Linked DNA regions of Mus musculus: region 1 is linked to region 2. The links are chromatin contacts, called in public promoter capture Hi-C maps. All regions are on one chromosome and are shown on one strand. The core of a region is the stretch at or near the end of the contact, and the rest is flanking DNA. Distances in the headings are between cores, read along the strand shown.

Evidence for each region. Promoter capture Hi-C pulls out the DNA fragments that hold promoters and counts their contacts.
Region 1: a promoter capture Hi-C map of liver shows a contact between it and region 2, with 7 times the contacts expected there. The contact joins the promoter of Tet2 here to the promoter of 4933401H06Rik in region 2. A contact is called at or near these places in 2 of 39 promoter capture datasets (liver and pre-B cells).

What each region holds. Positions count from the first base shown.
Region 1 is chr3:133,542,124-133,548,751 of GRCm38.p6, reverse strand. Tet2 (tet methylcytosine dioxygenase 2) reads left to right here and starts at 4,362. Exons shown (of 11, transcript NM_001040400.2): 1 at 4,362-4,552.
Region 2 is chr3:135,838,914-135,845,910 of GRCm38.p6, reverse strand. 4933401H06Rik (RIKEN cDNA 4933401H06 gene) reads left to right here and starts at 5,642. Exons shown (of 5, transcript NR_040540.1): 1 at 5,642-5,804; 2 at 6,077-6,280. All of the region lies in intron 2 of Slc39a8 (solute carrier family 39 (metal ion transporter), member 8), which reads right to left.

The DNA of each region.
Region 1 (6,628 bases), core at 3,113-5,612, 2.3 Mb after region 2:
GAGATCCAGGCAGATTTTCTGAAGTCTATTCAACTCCAAACCCCACACTTTAAGCAACTCTTATACTATGCACGACATAAATGCATTCAATGGTCCGTGTAGAATTTCACATCCAAGTCAAGAAAAAAATATATAAGAATTCTGTGTTTTAAAATTCAGCAGTAAATTTAACTCCACAGGAAATGCTTATGGGAAGACAATTTTGCTCAGTTAATACAAAATCAGAAATCTGATTTATTTCTTTTCTCCTTCTGCTCTTCTGTTTACAAATAAGTAATTACCATGGGCACAGTTCAGACATAACTCCTTGCCCTTTAAGACATAAGTCCAGTGTGCAACTAGTGCTGTTAGGAGCCAGGTTCTCACTGGGAAATGGAATTGGTGGCAGTCTGTGAAAGGGTGCAGGCAGGGATACTGGGTCCTTTAAGACTAACTGCATGCCATCCCCAGCAGTCAGGCCTAATGACTAAACTAAGGTGAGGTACAGGAACCTGAATAGGAAGGGAGAGTATGGAAGTCCTGTGTTCTCCTCCTGCATTCTGATACATGGGTGTGTGCACTCAACAATCATGCCCCCACACACCTTATTTATTATTTAAGATTTATTTATTTATTTTACCTATAGGAATACACTGTAGCTGTACAGGTAGTTGTGAGCCTTCATGTGGTTGTTGGGAATTGAATTTAGGACCTCTGCTCACTCCGGTTAACCTCGCTCCGGTCGGTGCCCCACTCACTCCAGCCAAATGATTTATTTAGTATTATAAGTACACTGTTGCTGTCTTCAAACACACCAGAAGAGGGCGTCAGATCTCATTATGGGTAGTTGTGAGCCACCATGTGGTTGCTGGGATTTGAACTCAGGACCTTCGGAAGAGCAGTCAGTGCTCTTCTTACCCGATGTGCCATCTCCCCATCCCTACACACCTTATTTATAAAATAATATTTCTTATTTGTGTATGTGTGTGCATGTGTGTATCACAGCAAAATTGTAGTGGCCATATGACAACTTAGTAAATCAGTTCTCTCATTCCATCTCCACGAGGGCTCTGGAAATCAAAGCCCGGTTGCTCTACTCAGTGGCAAGCACCTTTTACATGCCTTCTAACACCTGCTGGCCAGCTTTCCAAAAGCTTCCAGAGTTTAGCCTTGAAGAGAAGTCAAGATGAAGGTCAGCACATGTGGGTCATAGTATCTGCTGCCCTTCGTTCTGGGCCAGGCTGTGGTAGGATGGGAATCCTATTACTTCCTACCCCTGGGTTAGTCCTGAGTGTGCTCTGACTCTCAATGCATCAGACATTAAATGCCGAATAGCCAGGGCAAGACTCCTGAACTATGATGAGAATTTCAGTTTCTAAATGGGGATTTTGTTTAAGACAGGGTCTCGTGTATCCCAGACTGGCCTAGAATCCAGTGTAGCCACGTGAGTATGACCATGGGCAGGTCATCCTTCCGTCCCAAGCTCCTGGATCACAGGCCTGTCACCATGGCTTGAGCTTCTCTGAGCAGAAAAGGCAGACAGAACACAGGACCAAACAACAGGCTTGCCTAGATAATCCTCGGAGGATTCCAAAGCTGGCTTCTAGGGGCACTGTAGACACTGGTGAGGCTTCAGAGGCTGCCCCTGCTAAACTTTAACTCTGACAATGACTCTGGTTTTGAGGAAGTCCTCAACAGGAATAGTATGGCTATTTTAGCTCTGGTCACTAGCTGGCAGTTTTGGATTTCCACAGGAACTCAACAGACTCTTGGCAGTGCTTGGTAAACAAATAGAAACGAGCCTGGAGAGATGGCTCCGAGGTTAAGAAAGAGCACTTGTTCTTGCAGAGGACCTAGTCTTAGTTCCCAGCACCCACACAGCAGCTCAAAATCATCTGTAACTGACTCCCACTCCTTGACCTCCTGGGCACCAGGCCAACACACAGTACACAGATATACACACCAGCAAAACACTCATACAAATAAACTAATTAATTAATAATCATAATTTTTTTAAAAGGCCAGACAAAGCAGGTGAACAAGGCAAGCTGATTTCTATTGAGTCTGTATTGGCTAGTTTTGTGTCAACTTAACACAGGCTGGAGTTATCACAGAGAAAGGAGTTTCAGTTGAGGAAATGCCTCCATGAGATCCAGCTGTAAGGCATTTTCTCAATTAGTGATCAAACAGGGAGGTCCCCTTGTGGGTGGTGCCATCTCTGGGCTGGTAGTCTTGGTTCTATAAGAGAGCAGGTTGAGCAAGCCAGGGGAAGCAAGCCAGTAAAGAACATCCCTCCATGGCCTCTGCATCAGCTCCTGCTTCCTGGCCTGCTTGAGTTTCAGTCCTGACTTCCTTTAGTGATGAACAGCAATGTGGAAGTGTGAGTTGAATAAACCCTTTCCTCCCCAACTTGCTTCTTGGTCATGATGTTTGTGCAGGAATAGAAACCCTGACTAAGACAGAGTCTAAGCCAACTGGTCTACATAGTTTCAGATGAACCAGTGCCACACAGTGAGACCCAGCCTCAAAAAGAAAAAAAAAATAATTTAAAAATAAGGTGCTGTAGAGCCCAGGTAAATATTTTGATTACTGATTTGTGAGATCACACCTTGGTAACTGTTTCTAAATGGAAGAAACATTGTTTCCTTAGAACTTACTTTAGGCAATCTTCTCTGCAACAATGTAACACAGAGTAACAATGTGCCACATAGAGGTCCTGGCCTTTCCTGTGTGAGTACATACATCTATGAGATTTTACAAAGAGGAAGTGTTTACATTTCATGAAATTAAGGGAAAATGTTATGGCTATTTGCTTCTTCTTCTTCCTTCCTTCCTTCCTTCCTTCCTTCCTTCCTTCCTTCCTTCTTCTTCCTCCTCCTCCTCCTTCTTTTCTCTCTCTCTCCTTTCTTTTCCTTCCTTTCTTCTTGAAACAATCTAACTACAATACCCAGCTAAATTCAAACTGTCAGACATCCTACTGCCTCAGACTTCTAAATGCTGTGATTGCAGGTCTGCTCTTTCTTTTCAAAATTTATGTGGTGTGTGTGTGTGTGTGTGTGTGTGTGTGTGTGAGAGAGAGAGAGAGAGAGAGAGAGAGAGAGAGAGAGTTAGAGAGAGAGTTAGTTGGTTCCAGGCCTCATTTCTAAAGAACACCCACCCACACACACACACAAAGAAAGGGTGCATTACAGACAATATAATAGTGTTAAAGTAGACTTAAGGTTGCTGTGAACGCAACCGATCCCACAGAAGAGGTTCCCAGATTACCTATTAAAACGTAACATTCAGTGACTGAAAACTTGAAGACAGGAGGAGGGTGGGTGGATGTGTGAGCACAAATTTCCTAAACTACTGTCTCATGATTCCTATGAATTTGCCTCGATCTCATCTTCAAAAGTTAATAATTACCAAAAGGAACATTTAAAATGTAAGTTTAAAAAACGGAAGTGCCAGCAGAAGAGCTGGTGCGCACAAGCCTTGAACTTCAGGGAAAACTGAGCGCTCTCTGCTTGTTCGGAATTCAGCTTCCCACAAGGCGGTTTCTTCATTACTTTACCGTACGGAGTGGAAATTTGTGCAAAATAGAGGAACTTACGGGGGCGCCTTGAACATTAGAAACTGCTGGCTTAATTCTTTCGAGTGACAAGCAGGGGCTCGGTGACACCGCTCCTCTGGGCTCTGCGAGACAGCACCCCCTGCGCGGCCCACGTGGCCAAAGTAAACAGAAGGTGGGCCTGGGCGGGGAGAGCCCCGGCGCCGCCGGATTGCTGCAGAGTGGAGACTTTAGCGCCCAGGCCCCTCTAGCTCTCCCGGCACGGCCTTTGGGGAAATGGGGAGCGGCTTGGCTGGGCGACAGGGAAGGGGGTGGCAGGGTGTGGGGGCGAGTGGGGAGACGACTGGTGAGGTGCTGGCAGCGGGAGCGCGGGGAGCCAGGGGCCCCTGGAGCGCGCAGGAGGGCGCAGAGTTTCCAAGTGCCTACGCGGCCCCCGCGGGAGACAGAGGCGCGGAGGCCGCCCACGCGTGGGTGTGCGGCCGGCGGCACCCGGGGCTCAGGAAAGGCCGGGGAGGAGCCGAGCAGAGGAGGTCCCCTAGCCCCCCGCGAGGGAGTGAGCGCGCAGCCGGGACTCGCCGCGCCCCCGCGAGGGAGCGAGCGCACGGCCCCGGGTCCCGCCGCGTCCCCGCGAGGGAGCGAACGCACGGCCCCGGGTCCCGCCGCGCCTCCGCGAGGGAGCGAGCACACGGCCCCGGGTCCCGCCGCGTCCCCGCGAGGGAGCGAGCGCACGGCCCCGGGTCCCGCCGCGCCTCCGCGAGGGAGCGAGCGCACGGCCCGCTCCCGCGCTCGCGCCCGCTCCGCTCGCATGCCAGTCACGTCCGCCCCCTCGGCGGCCGCCTGAGAGCCGGCCCCGCCGAGCCTAGAGAACAGACGTCAAACTGCCTTATGAATATTGATGCGGAGGCGAGGCTGCTTTCGTAGAGGAGCAGAAGGAAGCAAGATGGCTGCCCTGTAGGATTTGTTAGAAAGGAGACCCGGCTGCGACGGCGGTGGACTGCGAGGCTGAGGGACCAGAACCAGGTCAGAGCGCTGAGGTCCGCGCCTGTCTCTCTCTCTCTCTCTTTCTTTCCTCGCTCTTGACGGCTGCGGAATGGTCCCTTTCCAATCTCCCTCTCTTTCTCTCGGCCTTGCGGGGACTGTCATGTCACCCACAAATACTAAGAGGGAAGAGGGAAGCCTCACAAATTACAGGAGCTTCTTCAACATGGCTGACAAATATAGTTTTAATTCAGCACCCCCTTCTCCTGCGACCTGCACTTCTGTGGTCCCTTCTTCCTGCTAATGCGTGTCTCCCCTCTGTACCCAGAAAACTTACCTTTGTACCTCCCACCAGCCGCTCTTCTGGCCTTTTAGTCTCAGGAAAGTGAGTGTTTTCTTGGGGCTGCCTTCCTGAAAGAGTTCATCTTTGGGGACCACCACTTTCTCTTTTGATCCTCCTCTCCCCTGTTCTTAGTATAAGTCCAGGGAGCCCCTAGTTCATCCTCAGACACCCCGGAAAGAACACTGACCCGGTGTGTTTGACTCTTTTATCTCCAGTAGTGCTTGTTTGGGTCCTGTTCTGGGTTTGTGTCTCTGGCTTCCAACACGTTTGTCCCCTCGTGGACTACACTAGACAGATGTCACAGTGTGTAGATTCAGGATCCACTACGTGGAGGGCTTTTTTTTTTTTTTCCATTCTTTCTTTTTTTCTCTTGAGTCCTCGCGTTTTGTTATTGGCGCTAAGTGAGAGGGGAAAGAATAGTTTCTCTGCTCCCTGAAACAAGACCAGAACCCACTTTTCTCAAGGTTCACAAGCTCAGAGTGGGCTGTGCCTTCCAGTTTGGGAAATGTGTGTAAGAGAATCTGTGCAAATCTGTGTGTTGGCTTTGTGCTGCCCCCGAATCAGCTCGTTCTGTTCCCCTTAAGTGACAGGCACACACAAAGGCAGGCGCAGGCCGGGGGAGGGGGCGGGCGAAGCGTTTGGAGTTGGAGAAGGCAAGGTCAGGGGCGCCCGAAGAAATGAAACCCAATCCCAGAGAAGATCTCTAACAAGTCCCATCCCAAATTTCCTTCACTCTGGCACTCACTCTTTTATTTGGTCGTTCACAAACACCCCTCCTCACTCTTCACTCAGAGCTTGACTCTCTTCCCTAGACCTGCTTGCTAACTGTTAGAAAGCTTATAGGGTTTCTTCTATGGAGAGTTTTCTACGTTTGGCGAAACCAAGTGAGGCCTGGCCAGACTCTTGAGAAGGTCCTGTTAAAAGACATGATACTTGCTTGTTAATGGCTTAATTGATAGATTTTGTTTGCTTTGAGCAATTTTTGGAATAGAATTAGGTTTGTTTGTTTGTTTGTTTTGTTGTTTTTCCCAAGTTGTTTGCTTAAAATTTAGCAAAATGTTGTGGTGTTTGTCTATCTGGGGAGCAGAATAAATCTGTAGATTTAAAAATCACAAGTCACATACTGTACTTTGCTCTAATTAGGATTATAATGCTAAAATTCATACTCAGAATTCATCAGCAAAGAACCATCATAAGGATAAGATTACATGTACGGGAAGTTGGGATTCACAGAGAAAATATATTGGTTTGGTTTAAGACTGTGGGTATTGTAGCCTAGCTAATGAAATCATTACATTTGCATTTTAATGGAAAGTTGAAATACTGAAGAGGAGTTGCATTCTTCTCCATGTCTGTATGTGTGTTTTATAATGTGTTTTGAGTACAATATAAATTACAACATAATAAATATTATTTTTAAAAATTTTATTAAGCAGAACAGTGTTTGTGAAAGATTGGGGCTTAAACTTAAGATCAGTATGGGTTGATCTGATTACAGGGTAGAGGGAAAGGCATGTCACTGCATAAATCAAGTTTCCAAACCCTTAGGAGTTCACTTTACAAGTCTTTCTGATTTGGTTCTCAGAAATGAGAACTGTGGCTAAGTTTGCTTAAGGCTGGGTACTAGGGACTCATTCACATGACCAGAGGGTAAAACATTACTCATCCCTGAACAGAGCAGTTCATTGGCTCTGACTTGCCCTGAAGTGGTAGAGGAAACAGAGCTTTTTTTCCCCCCTCCCATAAATGTCTATTGTTGGTTGAGAAAACTGTGG
Region 2 (6,997 bases), core at 4,393-6,892:
CGGTTATCCACCAACGGTTTTGCTTTTTACTGTTTTACATCATATTCCTATTCTCTCGAGTCCCTCCCAGACTTTGCAGTGCCTTCTAAGCGCTGTGCCCTGGGGACTGACTAGTGTGCAGACACTGACATCAGAGGTTGATATTTGCCCCTCTCAGCCACAGTACACTGATCTGGAGCAGGGATGTACACAGATACCAAAGGATGCTACTCACAATGGTAAAAGGGGCTTAGATCACATTACTCACGAAGCCCCCAAATGATGCTCAAAACGGTCCCAGCCAACAGGTTCACACATTCCTGCTTCTGAGGCTGCTGCCCTTTTCTCATTACGCTTCATCTCCAGCAGCCATTAAGGCATGGAAGGAGAGGGAGAAAGATCGAAAGCTCCTCCCCTTGCGTTTTCTACAAATAAAATCTGTATAGTAAAGTATCGCTATAATGATTTGTCTTCTTATAATGAATTCAAAGAGTATGGCAAGACTTGAAGCACTAGGTTTCCGATACTCACGAGGACTCTGCTTGGCTGAATTTTCTTCTGAGCTTGGGCCTCAGCCTTGACGCTCCTTGTTACAGGGCCAGCATCTCCAGGCCCTCGCAAAGACCTTGCAGTTGTTTAGAAAGAATCCTCCCACTAGTAATGGCTGACGACTTTCAAATCAAACTCTCCATCTCTGACTCTTAGTACCTTTACATTGGCCTGCCTTTGAGGTGAATTCTGTCCTTTAATCAAAATACTTCCTGTATTTGTGTTTCTTCTTGATAAAGTTCTACCCACAGGTGCTTCCCGCCCCAGCTCCTTGGCTGCTGCTCCAAGCTGTTTGGAGAGACTCCAGTTCTATGCTTTCCCCTATAGTGGGTAATTTTGAATGGACTTCACTGGCCACTGATTACAGTGGGCATATCAGGAGGATGTTTTCAGATAAGGTGAGCATTTGAATCAATGACCTCAGTAAAGATGAGAAAACATTAACTAATTTATGGAAGGCTTGAGCAGAGTAAAGCACAGATAAATGTATACAGACTTCATGCATTTTCCTACCTCACTGCTTGGAGACCATATTCTTTTCTCTGGACCTCAGTCTGGAATTTACACCATCACCTCCCAGGCTCTCAGGTCTTTACACTCAATTACATCAGGAAGATCTCTAGTTTGCAGATGGTAGATCCGGGAACTTATCTTCCTAATGGTCTCCTTTCCCACTTCCCTCTTCCCTCTCCCTCTCCCTCTTCCCCCTCCCCTCTCCTTCTTTCTCTCCCCCTCCCCCTCCTCTTTATCTCTCCCTCTCTCCTTTACTCCCTCCAGCCATACTCTGTGTCTCTCTCAAAGGATATAAGAAGGTATGGATTAATAAAGACCTGGCCATCTTTTGATCCTATGGGTTTCATTTTCTCTGGGGTCAACGGCATGGCTGTCATGCTTGATCATTGTTAAAGAAAACCACAGTTTGACAGCACTCAAAATGGTAAAAAGAGATTCTTATACTGTCATAACTGTGTTTTTCTTTAACCGTGATCAAGTTACGACAGCCACGTCATTATAGCACACATTGCATTGTTTCCTTCTTTACACAGATATTTATTGAAACCTAAAAGTCTGACAAGAATATTGATGAGAGAAGAAGAAGCTAGAAGCAGGGGAGAAATAGAACAGAAACAATAAGCCACACACCACCTTCCATCAAGAGACCTCAACGACAATGGTGGTGTGGGGGAAGGGAGACCCACACACACCAAGAACTGTAAAAGCAGAGTGAAAATTGTAAAGTTCCTAAGAGATACGATAAAGAACTAAGAAATCTTATGAGAGGGAGAAGTTGTATGCAGAAGAAATCATAAGAAACATGAGACTAAAACTCCGGGCAAATGGAAAGCGGATGTTGGTCCTGGTAGGACATTCGGCAGCAGGGTGGCCAGTGCATTTCAGACATCTAAATTCGTAATGCCTGCAGGACACCAGATGGTGATGAGTGACGAGCTCTATTGAGAAGCACAGAAGCCAGAGATAAGGCTGTGCCTGTCTTCTGTGGAGCAGTGATAGCAGGGTAGGTGTGAGGGGGTCAGGAGAAAGCATGCTTTGGAAGAGAGCACGTGCCTGGGGAATACAGAGAACAGACCCAGAAATGGTGATAACCATGTGTCATCCCAGCATTCAAGAAGCCAAGGCACCGAATCGTGAGATGGTTGAAGACCAGCCTGGGCTAAGGGCTGAAATTGTCTCAAAACAAAACAAGCAAAACAAAACAAACCAGGTGAGAATACAGCGGAGCTGGAGACTAGTTGCCTAACCTCTGAAGCTTTAGGGTTAATCCCTGGCACTACCACCACCCCTGTTCCTAGCACCAACGAAGCTAGAAAGAGAGAGAGAGAGAATGAAAGAAACAATGCCAAAGAGGCAAAATGTAAGGAAAACTCAACTCTAGTAAGAGTAGGGGGCGCCCTTTCCCTGCCTGGGTTGCACTCTCCTTTGGTCGGCACAGAGCACCTCACCATCATGCCTGTGCCCTTCCAGGTGACACATGACTTAGACCTAGACATCCAGACCTAGAAAAAGATTTTTAAACTGTCATGATTGTGGGTGTGGCTATGTCTGAATTTCATATCCCCTTGGCTCTGCTTATCTGGATGGACGAATTCTCTTCTTAGCTGAAGGGAAGTTACTGGTGTTTTTTTTTTCTTTTCTTCATCAAGCAAGAGTTCCAATTGATAGGAAAAAGTCACTCGTTGGTTTATATTTGTTTGAGAAAGTCTGGTTGATCACTGTAGCTCAGGTTAGCCTTAGAATCCACTATAAAGTCCTGAGCACCCTAAGTGCTAGGATAACAGGCATAAGTCACAGTGCCTGGCTGCTACCTGTGGTGACAAATACAAGCTCTCTTAGTCTTCAAAGCTTGCCCAATTCTTCTTTTGGCCTGTACTTGGCTGTCTCGCCAAATAGCACCCATTGAATCAGACAATGAGACCATATGCCCTTATGCCTCTGCTGCCACCCTCTTCAAATCAAACCAGAAGCAAATGTTATACCATCCAAAGTCACCCCAGTGACTACTTCAGATTATGTGGTGGATTGGAACTCTGAGAAAAGCATCCCCAACAAGGACTCTGATACAGAGCCTGCTTCCCTGTGTGGGTGACTCTGTTACACAGGCTGTGTTCTCTCTGTACTGGTAGAGGAAGGGAGAGTAACTTAATACTTGCCAATTTTGTGATCACAATTAGAAAGAAGTACCAAGATCAGTTCACTTTCCCTTATTATAAAGTAACTCAGTTATACAAAAATCTATTACAAATCCTTAACAAAAGAGCCGAAGGAGGGACAAGGGCTTCGAGTCCGAGATGAAAAGAATCCTTAATGTCTTATTAGTGTCTTCTGTACCCTTGCCTGCTACACCACTGACTACCATAGCCATTGGTTTCCAGCAAAAATGCAGCTTCCTTGTAGAATCTGTCATGTGTATAGATAGCAGTGACCCAAGAGTAGGAAGCCATCCTTCCCACAACACCATGTGAGGCACAGTCTCCTGTTCTAGGCAGGCTGCCACTGTGAACCAACTGCATGCAAACCTGCCGGCAACTTTCTGGGCCTCTGTCCCTTGTGAGGCCTTCCTACTTCCTCTCTGTTTTCATTTCATGTATTCATTAACCAAATAGGTTGTTTACCCTTTCTTCACACAGGTGCAGAAGCTGGGAAAGGGGTTATGTCCATCACTGACTTGTCCCTCAGCACAGGAAACAGATGTAAAACAGGTAAACATGATAAAGGTAAGCAAGCACACGGCATGGTGAGATAAAAGCTTCCAGTCAAGGAAAACTCAATCACAACTTACCGACAACTGAGTTTTCTAAACAATAATTATCATAGGCATTCTGAGAAACAAAAGCTATAGCACATTAATTACTATTAACAGAAAAATGTGGATGAAGAAATGCCAAGCCAAGCGTGGCCCTGGTGGGGACAGAGTGACATGGCTCCTGACCCTGGGGCAGGTCCCTAGTGTGAACCTCCAGGAGATGCCGAGCCAGGTGTGGCCCTGGCAGGGACAGAGTAAGTTGGTGATATGATTCTTGCCTCTGGGACATGGCCCCGTTGTGAACCTCCACGAGTATGGATGACTGCTGTGGGCATAAGGCTTGTTTGTATAATAATGCACATATTTCACATTCCTCCTAGGAATGTCTTCTTTGTTAACATTAATGTCTCCAGGATAATCTGACAACATGGGTCCAGGTGAAGAAGGTGTGGCTAATGTCTCAGCAAAATGGTAAAGGCTGGGACCTTCAGGACAGCCCTTAAGGCTATGGGAAAGACCTATAAATACATGAGTTCAAAATATATATAATTTCTCAACTATGCAAAACATAAGAGTGCAATATGAATTATGGGGGCTTCATGAATCTAAAGGAACAAAGGCAGCTACACTCTGAGCTAGACTGTCAGAAAGACACAAAGGCAGGCAGATTCCTGAGTTCAAGATCAGCATGTATGCTTACAGTCTTTTAAGAATCAAAGGACTGCGGTCACGGGATGTTGATTCAAAATATAATCAAAAGGAAACCTGGAATAAATAACTGAATTGATATGTAAATTAAAAAACTGGGCTTTTGGTCTGCATGAGATGAGCTAGCAAAAGGCGATAGCAGTTGTTTAGAAATTCTCTCTAGTGAGAGCTGGGCTCTCTAGAAATCTCTGGAGAGCAAAACAGCTCTTCAAGAATTTTTTCTTACCAAGATTTCTGACTTAGTCGGAAGATCCAATAATTTTTTATAGCAGCTTCTCTGACTAAACCCAGACAGCATTTAGAACTTTTACCTACAGAGAGAGCTGTCTCAACCAGACAGTTTTTAGATGAGACAGACAGACAGACAGACAGACAGACAGACAGACTGACTGACTGACTGGAAAGCCATCTCAGCAGAACCTGAGTGGGCAGCTTGAACCCATGATTTGACTTTGAGTCGTTCTTTCTGCCACTCCCAGACACCCCTTCTCTCAGAACCCCACTCCAATGCCAAGGCTGGTCCTTGACAAAGAAATAACATCTTGGGAATATAAATTGTCCAAGATTAGCTCATAGGAGGTGAAGAGAAGATTCAAGTCTCATGTTTTCCCGTTACTAAGCAATTAGAGATTGACTGTTATGTCTTCTTCATTAAACATGGAGAGTAACTCAAATAATAAAAAGAAAATCCACAGGATCCTGCAGGGAACTGTATTTTATTGGGCCTACTAGTTTTTAGGGTCATAAAGTTAAATTGCTCTTTAAACTACTTAGGATCCTTGTGAGTGGGGACGGGGGAGGTGGGGAACAGAGATCACTTAAATACAGTTCTATCTCTCCCTTCTATCCCCATCTTTCAAATGGGAAAGCTGGGGTCCACAAAGGTTTCATTCAAGCAACAGAAACTAACAACTGACCCCAATGTCTCAAACATAGGCTCAGACTCCTAACACAGCTGGGGAGAGCCCGGCGTGGTCACGTGCTTCCAGCAATGAATGTGGACCATCTGGATACAGACTCTCTACAGCTGTTTAGATCCGGGACTCTCTCCTACAGCAGAGGCAGCCTGTCAGTGCACCTGAACTGCCGCTGCGCACGTTGCATACGTAACATAACGTAACGTAACGTAATGTAACGTACTCTGTGAGACCAGGACAATGGATTACATTAAAGAAGGAAAATGTGAAGACTGAAAATGCTTCTCTGATGAGAAAGCAGCCACCTAGATCCCACGAGCTCATGTTACCGTAATATTTACTAATAGGACTCTGACAATGCCTGGCGCATAACAGTTCCTGGTAGACAGGTGACAAATAAAATAAAATAAAATAAGAATAAAATAAAAACAGGGATAAATAAAGTGGAAAGGAGTGATGAGCTCTTGGCTGCTTGTGTATGTAACCAAAGGTACAAGAGTAACTGAAACAAAACAGGTGCAGAAATCTCCGTGACAGTAGATTAGTGTGGGGCACCTAGCTTAGATCCCAACCATTTAAAGTGCAGCTTTGAAAGTAACTATCGGGAAGTCTCTTCTAACCTGGAAGAAAAGCGATCGTTTCACCGATTTATCTCTTCAAGGGTCACTGACAGGTGTCACAAAGTCTGGTTGGTGGCTTACAGGCATGACACAACAGGAACATTCGAAGCAGGAGTGGACGAGAAAACGGCAGATCTGTCCGCTGTGATGACGGGATTACCTAACTCGGTGACCAGACACCTTGGTGTCCCTCCCTTTACGCGTCTCCAGCTCGCTGTCTACCAGCCTCTCCCAAGTCTACCATTGTAAGTGCCTCTTCAGAGTTGACACAATCTTTCTTGGCTTGACTTTTGGACACATTCTTAACACCATTAAAAGAGAAGGTTTGAGCAAGAAACACTCCAGACGAATAATCCTCTAGGAGGCCGAACTAGGGATGACAAGTATTCTCTGATATCAGTGCTTCCATTTTTATCTCACGCCTTCTTATGCTTCTTACTTAGGGCTGAATGGTGCGCATGTATTCAGAAACACACGCAAACACACATTCACACACACACATATATACACACATAGGAACACGCAGATATACACATACACCACTCACAGTCACACATACACACGCACTAAAACATACTGAAATACACATATATCAGATCACACAGATACGTGGCCACGTACAAATATGCTTACATACATACATACATACATGCATGCATGTGCACATACACACATACATTCTTCCAAGTCTTTCTGAAGAGCATATGAAGACTTCTTCTCTAGAATATATTATTATAAAGACAAAAATGTCTAATGAATTAGACACTATTAGGAAAAACTCCTTATGAAGCCGTGTGTAGAGATAGCATTGCTACGACAAGGCAGGTAAAGTGCAATTTACAGACAAAGACGCCCATATGTTGAGAATGTTCGTATCTAGGTCCTAAATTATGAGTGGTTTTTTTTTTCCTTTCTGCTTATCTAGCTTTCCCAATTTTAAACAATGTACTTGTGTTTCTATG